Linked DNA regions of Rattus norvegicus: region 2 is linked to region 1. Evidence: chromatin contacts called from public Hi-C data. All regions are on one chromosome and are shown on one strand. The core of a region is the stretch at or near the end of the contact, and the rest is flanking DNA. Distances in the headings are between cores, read along the strand shown.

Region 1 (6,381 bases), core at 1,173-3,672:
GACCGGGGTGTGTGTGTGTGTGGGGGGGGGTATGAGTACTCAAAGTGGCTTCAGTGTGAATACAGATCTATGATGTTTGAAGTATCCTCAACTGCAATTGCAAAAGTATCTCAACTTGTTTCCCAGAGAGAACTACAATCCACCTTACTAAATATGAACAAGGAGAAGCGAAACCAAGCACACATTCAGGTGGACACTTTTAGAAGCAAGGGTTCAAGGTCAGGAACAGCTCAGTGCTCTCCCACAGATCGGGATCCAGTTCCCAGCACCAGACACACCAACAGCTGTAACTCCAATCCAGTAGACGGTACAGACATACACAGGCAAAACACTTCAAATGTTTTTGAAAACAAACAAACAAAAAACCCTCCTTATCCTCAGCTACACAGTAAGTTCTCTGGGCAGCATGAGCTACAGGAAACCTTACTGGGGGTAGGGAAGACCACCTAAGTTCAAACACTAAGTGTTAAAAATTTAAAAATGACAAATACCCATTTTAATCAACTCAAAAATCCAAACAGTTGCAAATCGGGAAACTCTCACAGGATTTTAGAATTGGCAGCTAATTTAATGACACCAGAGGCCTGCTGGAGACCACGACCTAAACACGGGCAGTCCTTCCATCTGCAACCAGGTTATCTAATCCCACGTGTAATCACACCCTACCTTATTTGCATTGCCTGAACTCTTAATCCGCTGTAATCAACCTCTTTTTGTTCAAATTCTTTCCACTCATTTTCATCCTATGGAAGAAACAACATCTGATTAGAGTTTGTGTTAAGCACGTTTTAGACTAAGAAAAAGAGGTATCAAGGGCCATCGCGATTCCCCAACAGGTAAAGGTACCTGCAAAACATCTGATTAATTAGAGATCTTGGTAAACAGATTTCAGACTAGAATAAATTAGATCAGGGGCCGCCAGGATTCTTGAGCTGGTATAAGAACCCGCAAGTCAACAACCGAGGACCATAGTCTGATTCTCCGGGCCCACGTGGTGGAGAGAATTAACCCCGGCCTCTAACCTCGCCGGACACGTACACACACATGAGTGCGTGCACACAAACAGGCAAATAAATGCGATCTTTAAAAATAATTTAAAAAAAATCCAGACAGTGACACAGACCTTTAATCCCAGTACTCCGGAGAGGCAGAGGTCGGAGGTTCTTTGTGAATTGGAGGCCAACCAGGGCTACACAGTGAGACCTTGTCTCAAAAAAATAAAATGGGTCTAGTGGCTGGGCTGTAAAGTTAGCCCGTCCTTGCAAGATCCCGACACGTGCCTGGTTACCAAACACCCCCTCTGCCGCCGCTTTTACTTAAAACCAACTACGGGGCAAGCTGAGTGGCGGAGAAAAAGCGACAGAAATTCCACAACTCAATTCCTAGCTTTACGTGGCCGCGCTGGGAAAGCAAGCCACGCTACACCGGCGGCACAGAGACTTTGAACACCTTAAGAAAATAAAATCCAGCCCCAACCAGGCTCAAGTGGGACAACGAGGACTCAGATACACGTCACCCGGGGACCGCGGCCCGCCCCAACCCCCGTGGCCCAGAGGGCGCGGCGCGCGGAAGACGGCGGACGGGGGCGGCCAGACGAGCCCCGGGGGCCGCGAGCTCGCCCGACGTGCGAAGCCCGAATCACGTGGGCTCCCGGGCCCGCGGGGGCGGGCACATGCGGCCGGCCGCCGGGCTCCCGACCCTCACCTTCGTTATGGCCTTGCCGCCGGGGCCCGCGCTCCCGCCGTCTCCCGACCTCGAGGTCCCGCCGTCTCCCGACCTGGCACCGGAGCCCAAGCTCCCGCCGTCTCCCGACCTGGCACCAGAGCCCGAGCTCCCGCCGTCTCCCGACCTGGCACCGGAGCCCAAGCTCCCGCCGTCGCCCGGCCTGGAGCCCGCCGCCGCGCTGCTCCCGCCCGCGCCGCTCGCCGCGTTGGCCGCCCGACTGCTCCGCTCCTTCTTCTTCTTCTTGTCCCTCTTGGCGAAGAAGTTGTCCAGGCTCCGCTCCTCGGTCTCGGCCATGGCCGCTGCCCGGATGGGTGGGGCCGGCGGAGGGCGCGGCGCTCGCGGTTCGGAGCTCTGGGTCAAGGCCGGCTGTGCGCTCAGGCTGCCGGGTGAGGCGTCGCCTCAGCCCCGCGGGGTCGCCGAGGCGCAGGCGGCAGGGCGGCCGGCTACCCCCGCGCTCCGGGGAACGGTGGTACGATCCTCGCCGGGACCGCGAGCGTGGAGCAGGGTCGCGCCCGCCCCGCTGCCTGTGGGACAAGGAAGACGCGCACCGGCGAGCGCTCGGCTAACGACGGCGCGTGCGGGAGGAAGACGCGCGGGCCTGAGGAGGGGAGAGGGGACGGGGAGGGGAGGGAGGGGAGGAGGGAGGGCGGGCCACCAGCAGAGAGAGGCAGCGCCGCGCCTGCGCGCTCGGTTCCGCCCGCCGCTGTGGGCGCGCCGAGGGGGGCGGGCGGCGGGCGGCGGGACGAGAAGGGGGCGGGTCTTCCGGGAGAGCCAATCAGATGCCGGGACGGAGCGCTTAGGTGACAATCCGTTCCTTCGACGGGGCGGTGCCCTGTGTGGGGGCGGGGAGAAGCGGGTGTATGCAAAAAGTGACGTCCCTAATGGCTCCTGCCTCCGATTGGCCAAGGATTTTGCCTTGAGGGCGGGCATTTAGAGGGTTGGTGACTTGGCTAAAGAAGACCAGCCGGAGGGGGCGGTTGTGCCTTCGTTGCGCGCATGCGTAGGGTACACGTGCGTCTGCTCGCCAGGACTGTGGCCTGGTAGGCGTTTGAACTTTCAGGAAAAGGAAAGAGACCATGTTAAGCCAGCTACGTTCAATCTCGTTCCTCCTGCCCCGCTTTTCGGTACTTGCACCCTCTCTGGTCGGGCACCTATTACTTTTCTTCTGAATGGAATGCTTTTGATGAGCACTGGATAAGTATTCGTAGTTCCATTTATGGAAGAACCTTAAATAAGCAGTACATGAATGAAAGGGAGCTGATTTTGAACTCCATCCTGGACAAGATGTGTCTACCAGGGCCAAGTTAAATAAATCTGACCCTCTAACACTAGCTCTTGTGAAGTGGAGAATAGCTGGGAATGTGATTTTGGTGGTAGGGTGTAACAGGTGCATGTCACGTACTGAGTGAATACTTTACCCTTGACAAAAAGCTTCAACCCAGGAAGCTTTTTGTTTGTTTTGAGACCAGGTCTCACGTATCCCACGTTGCTCTGAATGCCAAACAGAAAAAAGATAATCTGATCTTCCTGCCTCCACCATCCAAGTGCCGAGAGCACAGGCATTCTACTACCGCCGTGCCTAGGTTATGTGATGCTAGGGCTTTCCGTTCTTCCTAGTCCGGCTTTCTAGCTGCTAAACAGTGAATAACCCAATACAGGCGATTGCACCTAGAATTCCTTCTGCTCTGACTTGAGTTTGAATGATGGCTACAATTTAACTTTGGCCTCCATTTTGGATCTTAGGACAGAGAAAGGGAACAATCACAAGATATAGAAACGAGAATCAAAAATATCCTCGTTTGCACGTGACTTGATTTTGGGGCCCTAGAGAATCAAATGTACGCGTCCCAGTGAGAAGTGTGGCCTGGGTATGCTTTAAACTTCTGCTTCCTCTTCAGGGTAGAGGAAAAAGCTGTGACAACCAAGGCTTGGGTCTGTAGCCTTGTGGGAAAGATAGAACCCAGCCAGTAAATGGAGAGCTGTCTTTCCACAAGTCTTCCCTTAGAAGTCCTTCCCTAGTCGTGGCTAAGGCCCTACAGCTGTAGCCAACAATAAGCAGACCTTTCTTTTGTTTTATTTTTTGAGACAGGGTTTCACTGTGTAGCCCTTGCTGTCCTGGAGCTCTGTAGACCAGGCTGGCCTCAAACTCAGAGATTCACCTGCCTGTGCCTCCTAAGTGCTGGGATTAAAGATGTGTGCCACCACATCTGGTTAAGAAGCAGACATATTTAATCCCCTTCCCCCAACACAGGATGGTTCCTAGGTGACTTCCTTTTGTGACACCACGTATCTTCCTGTGGTATTGTCCAAGTTCAGCAGTGCCCAGTGCCACCAGCTTTGCTTAACACCTCTTGGCAAACTTTCTTTTTACCTTCCTTATTTTTCTTCCTCTTTCATTCCTTTTCTGCCCTTTCCTGCCCCCTCCCCCTCTTTTTAAGACAGTGTCTAAAGTATCCTAAATTAACCTTGAACACTCTAGTAGACAGAGCCAAGGATGGTCTTGATTCACCAACTTCTAATTAGCTTTTGTTGTTGGTCTCCTTTTTATTTTGTTTCATTTCGTTTGTTTTTAGGATGGAGTAACCCCGTGTAGCCCTGGCTGGCCTTGAACTCTCAGAGATCTTCCTACCTCTGCTAAGATTAAAGGTGTTCACCACCTGGGGTTCCCACCATTGTTTACAAAGCTGTCTCCTGTGTCCTGGAGCCACTTTATCACTTGTACCCCTACCCATTTTCTCTTTTTCAAAAAGATATATTTATTTTTATTTGATGTGTGTGTGTGTGTGTGTGTGTGTGTGTGTGTGTGTGTGTGTGTTCACGAATGTAACTGTACATTTGAACTCCTGGACCCAGATTTATTGTGAGCACTTGATATGGGAGCTGAGCACAGGCCTCTCTGAAGGAGCGGTGAGGACTTTTCATCACCGAGCCATCTCTGCAGCTGGGTCTCTCTCTCTCTCTCCCTTAAACAAGTCTTCCTGTGTAACCCAGGCAGCCTGAGCGTTAACACTCCTCCTCTCTGTCTCCAAAAGTGCTAAGAGTATAGGCCCACACTACAAACATGGTTTGCTGTCGTTTCTCATTGCCGGAGGCGTAGGTGAGTGTGGGGGTGGTGCATGTGCACCTGAGTGCCCGTGATCTCCTTGGAGGCCAGCAGACAACCTTAGGCATGCAGGCCTCAAGTGCCATTTACTATTTTTTTTCATCTGTGTAAGTATGTATGTGATCTCAAATGCCATGATATATATGTCAAGGTCAGAGGGCAACTTGCAGGAATCTAGAAGATCAAGCCCAGGTTATCAGGCAGAACCATTTTGCCATCCCACCCTTCTTATTTTTGTATTTTTTGGTGGACATAGCTTCTCACTGGGGTGCACTCAGAGTGCACTAATTCAGCCAGGCTGGCTGATCAGTGATCATTAGGGATCCACATGTCTCTGCCTCCCCAGAACTAGGACTGCAAAGGCCCCTGTAACCAGCCAGGAGGAGGGTAACCGGGGAGACCTGACAAGAGCAGCTCGCTCATGGGAATAGCTGCTGTTGGTCTCAGGGCATGAGAGTCAAAGAGGAAGGGACCCATTTTACACTGCAGAGACACTACAGTGACAGGGCCACAAAGACACTGCTCTCTAGTAGTCTGACCGCGATTTCTTACGCACAGTGGAGTTCGGGGACGCACGCCATCAATCACATTTTGAGGACACACAGGAGGAGTGCTGCTGTGTCAACTCTTGGCTGCACTTCCTTCTCTGCGTTTGCTCAGGCCATTGATTCCCTCAAGCCTATCGTGGATTATTGATGCTGGCCCGTTTATTTGTATCTAGATCTTGTCTTCCAGATTATTACAGAGTTGAAGGCAGGTATTACTCAACTCAGAATAAGGCACAGTGACTCAAATGTAATGCTCATTCAGTTAATAAGTGGCTTCCCTTGAAAGTGTGAAGGACTGATTTCAGTCTCCAGAACCCACATTAAACACTGTATCCCGTACAGCACTCTGAACCCTGCCGTGGCCACCGCTCATCCTTATCCAGCCCCCATCTCCAAAGCATTTCTCAGCCCTTGCGGGACTCTCATATCAACCTTCCAGTGTGTGCAGACATCCTCCATCCTTAAAGCCAAGCAGATCTTCTCTTGTCCTGGCTTCTGGGAGAGAGGAAGTGACCAATGGAGGCCATTTTAGGGTATTTCAGGAAGTCTGGTAGGGGTTTTTTTGTCTCTTATTTGAGACAGGGTCTCTGATATGTGTATAAAGTGAGGTCATAACCTCTCCAAAGTATGGTTGAAGAGAAAGTCTTTATTGTAGATGTGAGGGAGAGTACAGCAAGAAGCATCTGGAAGAGTCCAGAGCAGAGAAAGTAGTAGACTGAACATCACCATGAGATGATGTGGGGGGGGGGGGGGGGGGGAGCCAGGATACTAGCATGGACTCTGTATCAGATATTTGTACTGCTAAGAGAATCTGGAGGCCGGCATGGGCTTTGATATGCAGCCCTGGCTGGCCTGGGATTTGCTACATAGACCAGGCTGGCCATGACTCTTGCCTCCTGAGTGCTTGGACTTAAAGGCATGTACCACCACAGCAGGCTTCTTCAAAGATTAATGCCTTCCAAACATGGGCATTTCTCTCTGGGTCCTCGGAACACCCAATTAGAA
Region 2 (6,849 bases), core at 3,157-5,656, 670 kb after region 1:
CTAATGGCAATCCTCCTCCCTCAGCCTCCTCCCTCAGTGATGGGACTTTTGTCCTAAGCCACAACACCCAGCTGTCCCAAGTAATTTCAAACTTCAGACTCAGAGAACCAGCTAGAGTGTCATTTTCTCGGAGATGTTTTGAAGAGCGGAATCAATGTTTATTAATTTGATACTGATACTCAAATCAAATGGAAGCACTTTTTTTTTTTCTTCCTCGGGAATTAGAATTTTTCTAAAAGGGAGTGGCTGAAAGGAAGAGCAACCTCGTTGTACCCCTGAGTCTGTGGTTTGCCAAGTGGCTCTGCTCACGGTGGGGTGTACTAAAGTCACTTGGCATCCAGATAAGTACGCTGCTCAAAACAGGCAAGATGACCTTATCACACGTGGCTTTGGAAAGGGTGGCTGGAAGTCTGGGCCTGGCTGAGACTACCACCTACACATGAACTCATCAGCGTGAGACTCTGTTTGCAGGCTTCCAGAGAATTCTGGGATACTCTAAATGGAGCAATCATTCTCTCGGGGACTCATCTTAGAAACTGTCATGATGCCACTTCTGCTACAGTTTATTGGTCAAGGCAGTGGCAGGGCTCACTCAGACTCAAGGCATGCAGTCGGAAGCGGACAGCTTCATGTGACCCCATGAAGACTCCCATATGCTTCTCATCCCCGGGCCCCACACTTAAAGAACTGCCCTTTGGGGTTACCACTCTGACGCTGTTGCTTGAAAGTCTTCGGAGTTTTGAACAAGGGCATTACACTTCTCTTTGGCACTTGGTCCCACAAATGTACCCTCTCCTTGTCTCAGACTGTATCTTCAATTGGAGCAGTATTAAAAATGGCAGTGGCCAAGGCAGGTATGGTGATATATCTGTGATCTAGGCTCTCTGGAAGTGTGGGGTGGAGGAAGTGAGGTGAAGTCCAGCCTGGGCTACAAAGTGAGGCCCAATCTCAACAAGCCCCTCCTCGTGTGCTTTTTAAATTATGCTATAACATGCATTTGTAAGTCAGTGAACAACTTTCAAGGGTCAGCTTTTTATCTCCAGGATGTGAGTCTCAAGGACTGAACTCAGGTCACCACTCTCAGCAGCAAAGTCCTTTGCTATTAGTCTGTCCCCAAATCATCTATCTGCAGAGATTTCACTCCTCCCCACTGTGCCTCTATGCTCAGAGTTACACTTTCAAAAGGCAGACTAAGGTAGGTAGGTTCTATTAAGCATATAGAAGAAAATAGATTATGAAATTGAGATTAGCCTATATGTTGCTGTGCTTTAGAGTCATTAAACATGATATATAGCGACTACTCTATCATCCTGGGTCCCAGCTAGGCCCCTGCACATGGTCACCTTTGGTCTTGCTCACTTGGACATTGATCAGTGCTCACCTAAGGTCAACATGCAGGCGGAATGTATGTACAGTTACTTGATGAGAAAGACGGTGTCTTTGTCATTGTGCCTATAAAGGCAGGGAGGTCCAGGGTCTCCACAAACCTGGATTTGTGTTTGAAGCATCTACAAAGCCATTTGAAGGTATTTAAAGACGACAGTGACAACTAGTCTAGTCCATGAGCTCTGTGAGAACCAAGTTCATAATGGGTCTTTCTGGGTCATCAGTTACTTGCACTACCTTTATGCCCAGAAGAGATCCAATAACAGGTGGTATAGAAACGACAACCAAAAGGTTACCAAAAAGAAACCCCTCCTGGCTGGTAACTGCTGTTTTACTTTTCTCATTATTGTGACAAGTACCTGACAAAAAAGTAATTTAAGGAAGAGAGGGAGGGAGGGACAGGGGGATGGAGGGAGGGAGGGAAGGAAGAAGTGAGGGAGGGAGGAGAAGAGGAGGAGGGAGGGAGGATATAGGGAAGGAAGAGTTTATTTTGGCTCAAAATTTGAGAGTACAGTCCCTCTCAGCAGGAAGACCTTGTGGCCAGACTGTGAGAAGGCTCCTCACATTTCCTCGCAGCCAGGAAAAACAAAGAGAGATGAACCCAGGCAGACCAGTTGCTTTCTCCTGTGTACTCATTCTGGGACCCCAGCAAGTTGGATGGTAGTGCCCACAGCAGGATCGGAAGTTCAAGGCCATCCTTAACTACAAAGAAAGACTGAGACCAGTCTGGGCTATAGAAGATTGTGTCTTGGAAAGAAAAGAAAAAGAAGGAGGGAAGGAAGGAAAATCTAGAGAGTGATCCTCAAATCTCTGAAGGAAAAGAGATCAGAAATCAGCAGCTAGAAAGGCTCTGAGAATGTGGGGCAGTTCTTTGGGTACTCAGGTAGAGCAAATGTTTCCCTTTAGAACTCTCACGGTACTAACTGGAGAAATCAATACGTAATCCTTCAACTTAGAAGAGTACAAAGGCCAGAAGGATGTCTAAGAGGTCAGAGAAAACATGACCGGCTAATTTGATGGAAGGAGCTCAGGGCGTTTGTGGGGGTTGGGGTAGTAGTTAGAATGGACCAGCATTCCCAGAGTTCTTTGGAGGAAAGGCCGTTTGCTTTGTGGTAGATATGATGAGTGAAGAATTTGACGTCAGCTATGAAGGTGCTGAGAGCAGATCATTCTCAGCCATCCTCTGGCTAAAGAGAGCAGATGATGGCCTTAATAAGTCCTAGACCCCCAAATAACTCAGGACAACTCCTCAGGTCCATCCCACTTCAAAAATCCCTGCAGGGTTGGCTGAGATCCTTGCTGGGAAGGCTACACAGGGCAACCTCATACCAACTCCCTGGCCTTGTCCCAGGTACCTACCCAGCATTCCCCTGGTAGACACCTTGCTTGGTTATCTACGTCTCGGAGTAGGCTTTCCAAGAATCCCTATGGTGTCTGTGGATCAGATGAAACTATAGTCAAGTAAGCCACCAAAGACTCTTGTGTCAGCCCAGGGAGCCTCTGCATGGACAGATGCTTAAAATGCCACCAGATTTCTGGCAGCTGGGAAAAGAGTAAGCAAGAGCTGGAATAAAATTATATCACCCTTGGGCAAGGAGACTCCCAATACCGTCCTCAGATGGTGGCAGAGAGAGAATGGCTGGCACTGGGAGAATTTTCAAGAATGCCTAAGAAGAAATATATGAAGATCACCAGCGCCCCACCTCAGAACAATGTGAGTCAAAGCCACTCCTGACCTTTTTGTCCCCTCTAACCCGTGGTACCAATCTGGGATAGGTCAGAAAATAAGTTAGCAGACCAAGGGCAACTTGGAATAGAATTTTAAAAAGATAGCAAGTGTTCCCTTCCTACAAACCCTGTCATTACAATTTCCTTCCGTCTAAAATAGGGTCCCCAGCGTCCTTGTTGCCAGACGTTATAAAACCTGAGCTTATCGAAGGATGGAAGGGGGTTGGGGGGGGGGGGTGTTCCAGTGGTGATGCTGCGAAGTTCTGTCCTGCCTGGCATTATTTATTATATGCATCCTGAGACACACTAGGCACTGAACTGTCTCTAGAAAGGAGCCCCTTAGTCAGGAACCCCAGAAAACAGCTGTAGCGGAGCAGGGGCAGATGGGTGTGTGATCCAGTTCTTGCTCACTGAGACTAAGTTCACGCAGAGGAAGCGGATCTTGTAGGCTTGGGCCTAGTCTGGAACCTTCCCTTCTGGGTGTCCCGAGTCTAGCTCTTCTGGTCCCATCCAGCTAGCTCACCTCAGTCCTTCCGCTTATTCCTGCAAAGCAAGTTCTCAGGCCCTCCTGCTCCGTGTTACCCATTCCTCTCTTCCCGATTCTCATTTCTTGCAACCCTCCCTTATCCAGTTCCCCTCCCGGTCTCATTCGGAGGCGCACGTCCTGCTTGTCCAGCCACGCCCCCGAAACCTGGCTCCACCCCACTGGGCTCCACTTTTTCTTCCTGGCCACGCCCCCCTCCCTGTCCAGCCAGGACCCCCTCTCCGACTGACTGTGATTCTCTTTCTCCCTGCTGCTGCTTTACGCCTCACTTACCGGATTACACACCCCAAATCTGGCCCGACACCCTCTCCGGACACTACTCTCAGATGATCACGCCTCCTTTCGCTGCTTCGTCCCACCCCTCTCTGGTTGCCCCAACATCCCCAGTGTGTTCGACCACGCCCCGAAAGTATGGCTCCGCCCCTTCTCAGGATGGCCACTCTTCTTCAACACCACGCCCCCTCTAGTTGCCACGTTATGCCCTTCTCCCCAATCGTCAGACCCAGTTCACGTACTGCTCTGCTCTTCTCTCCACACGCGCCCTCTCCGATGCTGCACCCCGCCCCACCATCTCGGCCCCGCCCCGAAGGCCTGGCCACGCCCCGGACCAGCCCTGCTCCTGGCCACGCCCCTCCCTGATTTTGGTTTCTCGCCGCCGCGCTCCGCCCCTCTAGGCAAGCCCCGCCCTCTTGGCCCCGCCTCCTCCTGGCACCCAGCAGGCTCTCAGCCTCAGCCGGCCCCGGGCATCATGGGCACAGCCTCGTCGTTGGTGAGCCCCGCTGGTGGGGAGGTGATCGAGGACACGTACGGGGCAGGCGGCGGCGAGGCCTGCGAGATCCCGGTGGAAGTGAAGCCCAAGGCTCGCCTGCTGCGTAGCTCGTTCCGCAGGGGCGCGGGAGCCGGGCCCGGGTCGCTGCCTCGGGCGGCGGGGGCCGGCGGGCTGCTGGGCGCCAGCTTCAAGTCCACCGGCTCGTCTGTGCCCGAGCTAGAGTATGCGGCGGCCGAGTTCGAGCGGCTCAAGAAAGAGTACGAGATCTTCCGGGTCAGCAAGAACCAGGAGTTGCTGTCCATGGGTCGCCGAGAGGCCAAGCTGGACACGGAGAACAAGCGGCTGCGGGCGGAGCTGCAGGTAACACGGGACCCAGCGCGCCGCGAGCGGGAGGCTCTGAGGAAACTGAGACCCGAGAGCGTCGCTCAGCCGCTTGGTGGCACCACCATCCTAGCCCAGCTACAAACCAAGTTGTTTTCTAAATGTACAGAAGCTGCTCCTCCTTTATGAGGAATCATTATTTTTCAGTCTAAACTAATTTCTTGTCAGCATCTTCCTCCGCCCCTTTCAGTTTCCGGTTCATTCATTAAGACACGTTGGATCAACCCAAGTCCTGAAGTCGCAAAATTTCTCAGAGCAACTTCACACAACTCCTCCCGGTTTAACCTATCTCCAAGATGGAGCTCTTGGCTCAGTTTCTTCGCAAAGTTCTGCAGATTCTGGGGTTTAATGATATGACAGGAATTTTTCTGGAAACCTCCTGATTTCATCGTTTTTAAGTGTTGTGATTGAAAGTCTTCCCTGAGGATACTCAAACTCCCTTAGTCCATTTAGTTAATGGGCTCAACAGTTACTGCGGTGCTACTGTAGGCCTTTTATTCTTTCAGATACTAGGTAAAGCAGATTTCTCAGAGCAAAACCTGGGACTATACGCCATGGGCTGGGAGCCTCTCTGATGATCATTTGTTTATGCCCCTCTTTTCTGTGGGAGGGATCTCTGAAGCCCAAGAGCTCCTGGCGGGTCAAAATAAGACTTAAATAAACAGCACGGATTTTTGTAGAAGCCTCCTTCCTTCTAGTCTGGCATGTTCCTGTAAGCTATGAAGCCCTTCATTAACTGCTGTGCTATTAGCATATTACCTGAGAGGCTGGTCTCACTCCCTGCTGGCCTCGCTTCCTACTGGAAGGCCAATGTGCTTGTCGCCCCTATAAAGTGGATTTGTGCGTTCCTCCTGTCTGATTTCATGTGTGCACCACTGCCCACTAAGAACCATGTGAGATGGCAGGTAGAAGGGGGTAGCAGGATAAAGAGGCCAGTGCAGGGGGGACTGACAGATGTCACAGATCAGCAATTCCAATTCCCTGTGAAACCTGTTGTTCCTTTCTTACCTACATAATCTTGAGAAAATTCTCACACATTTATTTCATTCATTATTTCATCCAGCCATGTTGACATTTACTGGAGGGCTGGCCACGGATCTAGACTGCAAATGGCTCTGGTGATCAGTAGAATGATTAATATATAACGCCAAGGAGCACAGAAACCTTCAAGCTAAACCTTACAAACTGTGTTTCTTATTCTCTTAGAAAAATGCTGGAGCTGGTACAGTATTTCAAAGAAAAAGCTTATTTTCTGAAGAACCTGTACAGTAGGATTCAAAGATGTTTGCATTTTTTTTCTATTTTGCTTGAAATAATTGATAACACAGAAGGGCTTGATAATTGATAAAATAGTGAGTAGAGGGTGGAGATCTAAGCATATGTAAACATAAGAATTTAATATGAATGAAAGCCAGATCCCAACACATGTATACATATATATAAGAATTTAATATATGGATGAAAGCCAGATCCCAACATATGTATACATATGTGTAAGAATTTAACATATGGATGAAAGGCCGTTTTTCTTGGGAGATAACAAGGTTCATCTTTGCAGGTACTTCAGAAAACTTACCAGAAGATACTTCGGGAAAAAGAGGGTGCATTAGAAGCAAAATACCAAGCCATGGAGAGAGCAGTCACATTTGAACACGATAGAGACAGGGTTAAAAGGCAATTCAAGGTAAATTCTTGGTATTCTTACCCCCCTCTCCAAGTGACATAGATTAAAGGCTAGTTTTTAAAAGTTTACTTGAGCCAGTTGTAGAGGCATACACCTTTAAGCCCAGGACTCTGGATGCAGAGGCAGGCAGATCTCTGTGAGTTCTAGGCCAGCCTGGTCTACGTAGTGAGTTCCAGGACAGTCAGCGCTACACAATGAGACCGTGTCTTGAAAAAAAATTCCCTCTGATATTGTGTAGAACATAGATAAATCTAGTAACACTGGTGAAGGTGACAGAACTAGGGAAGAAAGCAGCCTGTGTTCTCAGTTAGGTGGTGTTTATTTGATACAGAGATATGAAAGTGAACATTTTAGTTG

The links. A called contact is a pair of places that touch in the nucleus more often than the background predicts.
Region 2: a Hi-C map of Schwann cells shows a contact between it and region 1, with 5 times the contacts expected there. The contact joins the promoter of Nphp3 here to the promoter of Cdv3 in region 1. A contact is called at or near these places in 2 of 12 Hi-C or Micro-C datasets (Schwann cells and frontal cortex) and 1 of 1 datasets of contacts at active chromatin or transcription factors (oligodendrocytes).

What each region holds. Positions count from the first base shown.
Region 1 is chr8:112,823,634-112,830,014 of GRCr8, forward strand. Cdv3 (carnitine deficiency-associated gene expressed in ventricle 3) reads right to left here and starts at 2,423. Exons shown (of 5, transcript NM_001014097.1): 1 at 1,705-2,423; 2 at 667-743. The coding sequence starts at 2,019.
Region 2 is chr8:113,496,302-113,503,150 of GRCr8, forward strand. It overlaps Nphp3 (nephrocystin 3), which reads left to right and starts at 4,407. Exons shown (of 27, transcript NM_001191882.1): 1 at 4,407-4,787; 2 at 6,367-6,492. The coding sequence starts at 4,407.